Regions from separate parts of the Mus musculus genome. Here all the other regions are linked to region 3. Evidence: chromatin contacts called from public Micro-C and promoter capture Hi-C data. All regions are on one chromosome and are shown on one strand. Each heading gives the region's core, a stretch centred on a gene start, on an enhancer-like site or on the middle of the called end of the contact. The rest is flanking DNA. Distances are from core to core; before and after follow the strand shown. Region 1 holds the start of Bdkrb2 (bradykinin receptor, beta 2). Region 2 has its middle 17 kb from the start of Bdkrb2. Region 3 holds the start of Bdkrb1 (bradykinin receptor, beta 1).

Evidence for each region. A called contact is a pair of places that touch in the nucleus more often than the background predicts. Capture Hi-C pulls out chosen DNA fragments and counts their contacts.
Region 1: a promoter capture Hi-C map of adipose tissue shows a contact between it and region 3. The contact joins the promoter of Bdkrb2 here to the promoter of Bdkrb1 in region 3. A contact is called at or near these places in 7 of 39 promoter capture datasets (the C10 cell line, cranial neural crest, embryonic stem cells and 4 more), 1 of 15 datasets of contacts at CTCF or cohesin (pro-B cells), 3 of 484 Hi-C or Micro-C datasets (B cells, muscle stem cells and nephron progenitors), 1 of 115 datasets of contacts at active chromatin or transcription factors (embryonic stem cells) and 3 of 9 other capture datasets (adipose tissue, liver and pancreatic islet).
Region 2: a Micro-C map of muscle stem cells shows a contact between it and region 3, with 2.2 times the contacts expected there. The contact joins the enhancer-like site here to the promoter of Bdkrb1 in region 3. A contact is called at or near these places in 2 of 39 promoter capture datasets (both in the C10 cell line), 2 of 15 datasets of contacts at CTCF or cohesin (large pre-B cells and pro-B cells), 2 of 484 Hi-C or Micro-C datasets (cortical neurons and muscle stem cells), 2 of 115 datasets of contacts at active chromatin or transcription factors (embryonic stem cells and large pre-B cells) and 3 of 9 other capture datasets (adipose tissue, liver and pancreatic islet).

What each region holds. Positions count from the first base shown.
Region 1 is chr12:105,561,897-105,565,333 of GRCm38.p6, forward strand. It overlaps Bdkrb2 (bradykinin receptor, beta 2), which reads left to right and starts at 1,276. Exons shown (of 3, transcript NM_009747.2): 1 at 1,276-1,352.
Region 2 is chr12:105,544,348-105,547,687 of GRCm38.p6, forward strand. No RefSeq gene overlaps it. Among named protein-coding and RNA genes, the nearest start is that of Bdkrb2, 17 kb to the right of the region's middle. Within about 2 kb of position 2,049, at least 42 of the 459 cell types and tissues checked have an H3K27ac peak or open chromatin away from gene starts, as enhancers often do. A contact at or near this core is called in embryonic stem cells and muscle stem cells, where this site is marked.
Region 3 is chr12:105,602,320-105,605,343 of GRCm38.p6, forward strand. Bdkrb1 (bradykinin receptor, beta 1) reads left to right here and starts at 1,772. Exons shown (of 1, transcript NM_007539.3): 1 at 1,772-3,024. The coding sequence starts at 1,858. The coding sequence ends at 2,862.

The DNA.
Region 1 (3,437 bases), core at 26-2,525, 41 kb before region 3:
ACGGAGTCTGTCACTCCAGACCAACCAGCACTCTACAGAATGAGGGCAAGATAGTGGGGCTTTGGGGGAGGGGGGGCATTGTTCTTGGTTTTGAGTCTGCTTCCCAATATGGAGAGCTAAGCAGACCTCTGACTCTAGACCCTGCAGCCTTGGTTTCTGTGAATCACCACTCAGCTTCTGTCTGCTCTGCAAAGCTCATGAAGGACCCTTCCCTTGTGACCCTTCAGGGCTGTGGTGGTTTCCCCTGCACGAGTGGGTAGGCACACAGCATCATCTTAGCCAGATCACAGGCTCACTCACCCAAGTGGACCAGAGGTCCCATGCCTCGGAAGCTCCCTGTGGTCAGACAGGCCAGAGGTGCAGATGGGGCAATGGGACACTCAGGTCACAAGAGCTTTGACTCATTTCAGTCAGTCTGAAGCCAAGACAGGGTTGGATTCACGACCTCTGCCGCTGCCCCATCCCTATTTGGTCAGGGACAGGGGGACAGCTGCTGGAGCTCTGTCTGTGTGCATTCCTGGAACCCTAGGCTCTCTCTGGACTGGTCTCTGATCTTCCCTGCATCCTCCTCTCATCTGGAGAGGAAAGCGCAATGGGTCTTTAGCAGATCTTCAAAGAAAATGAAAAAAGACAGAGCTTAGAAGGAGAGGAAGAAACTGCTTCTAAATTCCCCAGAGGAAGTCCCGTATCTGGCAGGGGCCAGCACACAGCTCACTCAAGGACTTGGCCAGCAGTGTGTCCCTTGTCTGAGTTGTATCCTAGTTTCTGCCTCAGCACCCCTGGGAGTTGTGCACGGCCAAAGCAAAATAAAAAACACGTTCAGAAACCCTCCATCCCAACTGGCTGCCTTCTATTTACATCCTCTGTAAATGCCCACTGTTTGCACCTAAAACTCAGGAGCAAAACAATCACTTCAGGAGACCCTGTCACGGTAAACAGTGTTGTGTTAAACACAGGCATTCACGTGGTCTCCGTGGCTGTTCGAGCTGCAGGGGAAACATTTACCAGCCTAGGCTCCGGGACCCGACCATGGTCTGCACCCACGGGGGACAACCTGTGGCCATCCTGATTTGGCCTCCGCAGCTAGGAGGTCCAAAAGCACCACCGCTAAGAACTGCTGCTGATCCCGGAGGGAGCCTGGAGCTGATCTGGACTAGAGGTGGAGGGGGGAGGTGCCCAGGAGAGTGATGACATCACCGGCCAGCCCTTGAAAGATGAGCTGTTCCCCGTGCCACTCCAGCTTCGCTCCTCAGGGGAGTGGATAGTAGGGCTGTTGGGAAGGCGTGTCAGGCAGCCGCTGAACCTGGACCGAGGGACTCCCTACAACACAGAACCGGCTCGCTTGAGAAAAGGTGAGTTTCCGGCATGGGCTCGTTAATGGAGAGCGCAACTATCCCAGCTGAAATTGAGTCTCGGGGAACTGGAGGAAGATTCCTTCCTCCCCTAGGTCTGAGAAATGAAGCGAGGAAGGATTACAGATGCTTACAGGCAGGGGGTTTGCCTTGCCTGTTCCAGCTCATCTTTTCCCTGTGAGCGACCAGTGGTTTGAGTTTTATAGGTTTCATGTAGACACCATGGGCTAAAGGAGTGAGCGCCAGGCAGCAGGACAGGTGTCCAGAGTCCGGCTTTTTATTCACTGAGCCACTGATGGTATTTTGTGACCCCCGGAGAGTCGCTGTCACGTCTCTAGGCCTTGTTTTCTCTGTCTGCAAAGTGTTTGGCGGAGATTAATACAGAAAGGAGACTTTGTCTGTTGCGCCTCATCTGGGCCAGTGGTGGCAGCTTTAATCCACAAATACTTAGTGTCCCCTGCCCTGTTCTTCCATCAAGGTAGTGCTTATGGGTGAGCTTGGTGTGTTGTCTTGGGTTCAAATCGCAGCTCCGCTTTTACCCCATGGGTAACATAGTTGGCGAAGATTTTATATCTCGGGACCAGGGCCACAAAGAAGACTCGGCGGCTCCTTTTAATGCAGACAGAAATGCGATCTCCCCACGGCGGCGCGGCGCGCCACGTGTGCAATTTGCGTTACCCAGGTTGCTGGTTGGTAGCTCCGTGGCCTCTGTGTTGGGTGCAGCAGTGATGCTCGCGGGTTAGGCAGGTTAGAATGCGCCTTCCTGAGTCACAGGCTGCCTGTGGCTCTCTCCAGCCCTCCACAGGAAGCAGGAGCTCTGCCGAGTGTGGGTGTGGTGCCATGCCAGACACAACTCCTGGCCCTTCTGTGTCAGAGAAGGGCTTGTAGAGAATCTGGTCCCCCGCTGTGCCCTAACAGCAGTGTGGGTGTTGGGAACACCCCCACAGTTGTGAGACTCGGGAGCGGAGTTTGCTGTTTTCCTCCGCTTGGATCGGGGCAGGGGCAGGCAGGAAAGGGGGGCTGGAGAAAATATTAAAAGTGGAAAAACTCCTGTGCTTGCCTGGCAGTGGACCCTAGGAGTCCATGACAGCTCTATCCTGAACTTGCGCACTGCCGCTTGATGTGTTAGGGGGGAAAGAAAAATCCCCTGTAATCACACCCTGCAAGGCCCCCAGCACAGATGGGGAAACTGAGTCTGGAGAAGGTCACAACTTCACCAAGTCCTTCTTACATTGCCAAGGGACTCCCATAACTTCATGGGAGGCGGGCTGTGTCACCTTTAAAAAAATGAAAAGATGGATTGACTGAGCCTGTGTAAGGATGCTGCTCCAAGCAAACGGGATCAAACCCAGAATAACTGGACCGTCTGACTTCTGCTAACACAGTGACTGGCTGGACAAGAATTTCAGGGTGTCTTAGAGTGACATTAGGGCTACCCTTCTCTGCTGCTCAGGTGTGGCCTGTAAGGGACCACATGGGTCGAGGGAGAGTCATATAGATTGCCAAGGGGGCTCGGCTTCCAGAATGAAGGTGGGACCCGCACCTCTATATCTCAATCATGGGATGGACAGTTGACTGCTTTAGAACTGGGCCCCATAGCCGCTATTTGCTGAATACATGAATAAAGGTTTGCTGAATGGACAGCTGCAGTGCTCACACTGAGAGCACTGAGAACACACGGCCTGATGTCAAGTTAAAGCAGCTGGTTTGGGAAGCTGACATTGTGAGCACCCCGTGACATGCTGGAGAAAGCGCATAAAGTCTATGATGATACACATAGGGTCAGGAGGGATGGGGTGGGTTAGATGAGAACCCTTTGAACTTTCCCCTTTCGTTTTCTGTGAACCTAGAGCTGTTCTCAGGGAAAGCTCGTGGATCAGGTGGGTCTGTGTTTTGCTTTAAGAAGTCAAAGGCCGTGGGTCAAGGCATAAGAACCCACTGACACCAGAGACTCTAGTGATCACTTGCAGCACGTGGTCCTTGGCCCAGGAATCCCCAACCATAAACAATTGCCTTGGTGTGCATGCTGGGGCCAGTGTGCATCTCAGGATCAGGAAGATGGTTGTTGCCCATGGTCTGGTCCAT
Region 2 (3,340 bases), core at 799-3,298, 58 kb before region 3:
GTACCCTAGGATCCCGGGTGCCCTAACATCCTGGGTTTCCTAGCATTCCTGGTACCCTAGCATCCCGGGTACCCTAGCATCCTGGGTACCCTAGCATCTTGAGTACCCTAGCATCCTGGGTGCCCTAGTATCCTGGGTACCATAGTATCCCGGGTGCCCTAGCATCTTGAGTTCCCTAGCATCCTGGGTGCCCTAGTATCCTGGGTACCCTAGCATCCCTAGTACCCTAGCATCCCAGGTACCCTAGCATCCTGGGTACCCTAGTATCTTGAATACCCTAGCATCCCTGGTACCCTAGCATCCTGGGTGCCCTAGCATCCTGGGTACCCTAGTATCTTGAGTACCCTAGCATCCCTGGTACCCTAGCATCTTGAGTACCCTAGCATCCTGGGTGCCCTAGTATCCTGGGTATCCTAGCATCTTGAGTACCCTAGCATCTTGAGTACCCTAGCATCCTCACTCTGCTCCTATTTCTTCAGCAAGTGCTTCCGTTAGAGGCAGTCAGAGTAGGATGTCCTTCTCCATCTCTCATCCTCACTCCAGACACCCGACCCCTCCTGGGGGCCACTCCTTTCTCCACTTCTCCACATGGCCCTGTACCAACACATTCTTCCCACCATAGCCATGAGGTCCCAGAAACGCAGTTCTGATCATGTGACACATTCCACTGATAACATTCTGATGTTAAGTGTCCTGGTCAACTTGACTAGGCGTTGGCGCCCAGCTATGTGGTCTGCTATTACCCGAGATGTGTCTGTGAGGTTAGCCTGAATGTGAGTAGCTTTGGAATCAGCAGGCTCTGAATAGAGCACATTGCCCTCTGTAATGTGGGTGGAACTTGTCCCATCAGCTGACGGCCCCAATAGAACAAAACACCAGGGTCCCTGGGCAAGACAGAATGCTGTCGCAGGAAGCTTTTGAACCAGGTCTTCAGCCTGGTGACCCATCTACAGATTTCAGACTTGTTGGCCTTTACAGTCATGAGCCAATTCCTTTCAATAAGCCTCCATATGTATATGTATGTATATGTATGTATATGTATGTGTATATGTATGTGTATGTGTATGTGTATGTGTATGTGTATGTGTATGTATATGTATATGTACATACACATGCACACACACATACAATTGGTTCTGTTTCTATAGAGAGCCCTGACTCTCTCTCTCTCCCTCTCTCTCTCTCTCTCTCTCTTTCACACACACACACACACATGCATGCATGTGTGCACACAGACAACCCTGTACACACACACACACACACACCACCCTCTGGGTCTGTCAGAGCTCTCAGACCCCTAGGACAAAGTCCAAGTCCCTTTCCATCGCTTTTTGACACTTTTCCCTCACTTGAGCACCCAGATTTGGTTGTAACACCCCTTGGACCCCACACATCTCGCTTTAAACTTCTGGCTCTCATAGACAAGCTGCTATTTTCATCCACCCATGAGCTGCTCAGGAGTCGGGTCACAGGGGCCTTGCACAGCTGCTTCATCTGGAAATCTATCCCCACTGCTCCTCAAATAAACCTGGCTCTAACGACAGCAACTGAGTGTCACTTCCTTTCACGATCTCACGCCACACTTATCCCAGAAGTGGCTCAACAGTCTTTTGTAATCACGCACATTTGAAGCCTGTCCCTCCCAAAACTGTACATCTCCTGTAAAAGAGCCAGGAAAGCCAGCTTCACTGGAGCCCCTGCCTGTGCCTGGGGCACACAGCAGGTTGAGCTCCATCTTAAAAGACTGAGCAGATGGTGTCTTTTGTCATTCCCGTGGGTGCCTCTAATTGAGTCCAGAGGGAGCGCTCTGCCTTCTTGGACCACACACTTTGATTGCATGGCTAACACTGAGATCAATTCCTCCACATTGCTCAACTTGAGTGATGACTTACAGAAAGCACGCTGTCGACACCGGCAACCCCACCCGTGACCTTTCACCCTCATAGGCGCTGCCGCCCCTCCCAGATTTCGCTTTCTCCCACCCACCTCATTCCCAACGCTTCCGGGTCTCATCCCAGCCTCCCTGTTTGCTTTCTATTGGCAGAGGTGAGTAAACTCACTGATAATAATTGCCTGTGTAACCTCTGTGGCCCGGGGTTGCTACCCTGGGAAGTTGGTGACTGGGCAAAGGATGTCAGGAATCCTGTGGCTGTGTGATGTCCACACTCACTTTCTTCTTCTGCATCTTGGCCTTGAAAAACCAACGAGGATCTAGGAAGAAAAGAAGAGAAAGGCAAAGAAACACAGAGAGTAGGAGGGAAGGGAGAAAAGAGAGAGAGAGAGAGAGAGAATCAAAGTCTTTGCATTCATCTGCTTCCTGGGGTCTGAGTTCTGTTTCATCACCGGGATGAAATTCATCTGGTCTGATGATACCAGTGTTTTTCCAGCTCCTAGCCACGTGGGAATCGTCATGCCTGAGTCAGAGACAGACTGAGTCCCCTCACCCTGGCCTCTCTTCCAACGGAGAAACCATGCTCAGGACATGGACCTGCTAAGGTCTAGTGACCCCTGTCCTCCTCCCCAAGAGTTGCCCCCTCGGCAAAGGCCTTCTGTCTCTCTGGGACCATGAGTAGGAGTGCCCTGATCCATTCGGTTTCTAAGATCACGTTTGCCAGAGGTCAAAACGGGCATCTTGAGCCTTCCAAGGGAAGTTCGACCCACAGGTTAGCAGATCGGTCACTGATGCTCCACACAGGTGAGGGGAACCACCCATCCGTTTTGGAAAGTGGGCTGGAAAATTCGGACTTGAGTCTCAGAAGAGCCAACAGCCGCAGCAGAAGCCAACACTGAAAAGCTCCCGAGGAGAAGAAAGCCACAGAGGCCACCAGGAAATAAATGCATGGGGTGGTGACAAGAACCTGAAAGGGACTTGGCCCAGGTATTTGGCCTCACCTGCTTGAAGCAGCCAACACCGACATGACCGGGCTCTGTTCTGCTCAGGCTCTGAGCTGTGCTGTGGTGTCCCTCACTTCCTGTCTGAGCATCCCAGCAGCTGCAGCTCATGATCCCTAGGGGCACTCACAGGGTGCAGCAAAGAATCACTGGGGACAGAGGCTCTATGGAAATCCTAGTGCAGAAACCATCCTCCTGTAAGTCCCTTGGCCCACATTTCTCAGATGGTTTAACTCCCTCCCTGCTAGGTCCTGTTGCTAGGCAGCTCCTAGCATCCCTGGCCATCTCAGATTCAGAAGATGTTTTTACACAGCTTTCTCCTTCCTGGCGTCTCTCCGTGCCCCTCCATTTCCCACAGGGTCACCCCTAAGTTGATGTCCTGCACACAAACCCTCCCTCTCTGTCTGCTTTGGAAGGAGCGCAGCCTAGTGCATGCTCTCTCATGCTG
Region 3 (3,024 bases), core at 522-3,021:
GAGCATCTTTGCTGGATGAGTTAGACTCACCTCTAGAAATCGTTCCAGCCATGAACCTGGGCAGTTTCCAGCAGTAAGGGCAGAGCGAGACAACCGGAGGAATGAAGAGGGATGGCTGGCCAGTGGCTGGAGGGTCCTGGTGCTCAGCTCTCAGAGAAAGCCAGGAATTTCTGCATCTCTCACAGCCAGGCCTAGGGTAGCTCAGCTTCATGGATGCCAACTCACACCCAAACCAAACCCAGAGCCGTCAGCAAGGATTAGGAAAAGTGCGGCTGATCTTACTCAACTCTGAGCCCTGCATGAGTCAAACTTTTTCCCGAACTCACTGTTTGTACAATGGGGTCCACACTGATGGATTCTTGGCTGTGTGTCCTTCACTGCTCAAATTCAAGATGGGTTGTCCTAGTGTGCTCCCAAGAACCTGTGGCCAAATCCCAGACCTCCTGGAGCCAACGGGGAATCAGGGGAAGCCATCACTCAACATCCCGCCAGGGGTGAGCCTTGAGAGTATTGGCCACACTGAAATGTGTCTTCAGGGCCTGTTTGCCAACACACAGCAGCTAGGCAAACTCAACAGGCCAAAAATGTCAGTGGAGAAAGTGCAAAAAGGTAGTCGAAGAACCTCCTACTATCCCTAAGCGAGCGAGTGAAAGGCGGCGCCACGGCCCCTTCCAAACCTCAGCCTCCTCTGGCTTGAAAGACTCACTTTTCGGGTAATCCCCTGTGACATCATGGGAAAAGAGGTGGTTTCATTTAAGACCAGTATGTGTCCAGAGAGCTGCCCAGGACAGAAACCTCCTAAGACAGCTGTCTCCATACAAAACCCCAGCTGAAGCTGTGAGCTCTTTGTTTTTCTGTCTGGGTAAGTCTATAGCAATCTGTTTTCTTCTCAGGACTGTTAAATGGAACCGTAGAGCAGGTCTCTTAGCAAAAGACAACAAACAGAAAGTGTTCTTGTTGACTTACGGCCTGGCAGAAGAGATAGGCTTCAACCGTTCATTTTAAAAGGATTTTTATCCTATGTCTGGTCTGTTTGGGTATGTTTCTGGGTTTGGGAGGGGGTGGCTTTTTGTTGTTGTTGCAGTTTTGAGACAGACTCTTTCCTGTTCACCCCCAAATTGCTTCAGGCTCCTCAGCTCTGGATATGCAGGTGTGAACCACTATACCCAGCCTCTGGTTAGGGATTTAACAATCCGTGTGTGTGTGTGTGTGTGTGTGTGTGTGTGAGAGAGAGAGAGAGAGAGAGAGAGAGAGAGAGAGAGAGAGAGAGAGTTGAGATAGGTCTCTACCTAGCCCTTGCTGTCCTGGAACTCACTATGTAGACCAGACTGGCCTAGAACTCACAGAGATCCCATCTCTGCCTGTGGGAGTGCTCTGTCTGACTAAAGGTGTGTGCCACCACGCCTGACCCGTTTTGCCTGTGTATATGTATGTGCACTGTATGCATGCAATGCCTGTGGAGGACAGAAGAGGACACCAGATCCCCTGGGACTGAAGTTACAGATGGTTGTGAGCTACCATGTGGATTGCTGGCACACAAACTCTGGTCCTCTGGAAGAGCAGCCGGAATTTTTAACCAATAAGCGCTTTCTCCAGCTCCTACTAGATCCCTCTTTTAACCTAGAGGTCAGTCCTCTCTTTCTCTACAGAAACTGGTAGTAAATATTGTCAGTTTTGCAGACTAGACAGGCTGTGCTGTGCCCGTTCTGGTCTGCCATCATAACGCACGAAAATCGTCACAGATGCTCTATATATAAGCATTGAGTATGGCTGTGTGCCAATAAAACTTTATTGTCTGGGATAGACCACAGCTGGGCTTGGCCTCCTATACTCTCTGTCAATTTCAGGTTCCTGTGGATGGCGTCCCAGGCCTCGCTGAAGCTACAGCCTTCTAACCAAAGCCAGCAGGCCCCTCCCAACATCACCTCCTGCGAGGGCGCCCCGGAAGCCTGGGATCTGCTGTGTCGGGTGCTGCCAGGGTTTGTCATCACTGTCTGTTTCTTTGGCCTCCTGGGGAACCTTTTAGTCCTGTCCTTCTTCCTTTTGCCTTGGCGACGATGGTGGCAGCAGCGGCGGCAGCGCCTAACCATAGCAGAAATCTACCTGGCTAACTTGGCAGCTTCTGATCTGGTGTTTGTGCTGGGCCTGCCCTTCTGGGCAGAGAACGTTGGGAACCGTTTCAACTGGCCCTTTGGAAGTGACCTCTGCCGGGTGGTCAGCGGGGTCATCAAGGCCAACCTGTTCATCAGCATCTTCCTGGTGGTGGCCATCAGTCAGGACCGCTACAGGTTGCTGGTATACCCCATGACCAGCTGGGGGAACCGGCGGCGACGGCAAGCCCAAGTGACCTGCCTGCTCATCTGGGTAGCTGGGGGCCTCTTGAGCACCCCCACGTTCCTTCTGCGTTCCGTCAAAGTCGTCCCTGATCTGAACATCTCTGCCTGCATCCTGCTTTTCCCCCACGAAGCTTGGCACTTTGTAAGGATGGTGGAGTTGAACGTTTTGGGTTTCCTCCTCCCATTGGCTGCCATCCTCTACTTCAACTTTCACATCCTGGCCTCCCTGAGAGGACAGAAGGAGGCCAGCAGAACCCGGTGTGGGGGACCCAAGGACAGCAAGACAATGGGGCTGATCCTCACACTGGTAGCCTCCTTCCTGGTCTGCTGGGCCCCTTACCACTTCTTTGCCTTCCTGGATTTCCTGGTCCAGGTGAGAGTGATCCAGGACTGCTTCTGGAAGGAGCTCACAGACCTGGGCCTGCAGCTGGCCAACTTCTTTGCTTTTGTCAACAGCTGCCTGAACCCACTGATTTATGTCTTTGCAGGCCGGCTCTTTAAGACCAGGGTTCTGGGAACTTTATAAGTGATGCACCTCTTTATAAAATGCCGGTATTGCCCAGTAGGAAAGAACTCTTCCAACTGTCCTGCTGGAATTGAAACAGCATTGAGCCAAGAAGCCTGGCTTCTTGACCAACCGTCTCTGCTATCATAGGGACCATCTGGTTGGCTGAGCCACAGCCCACAA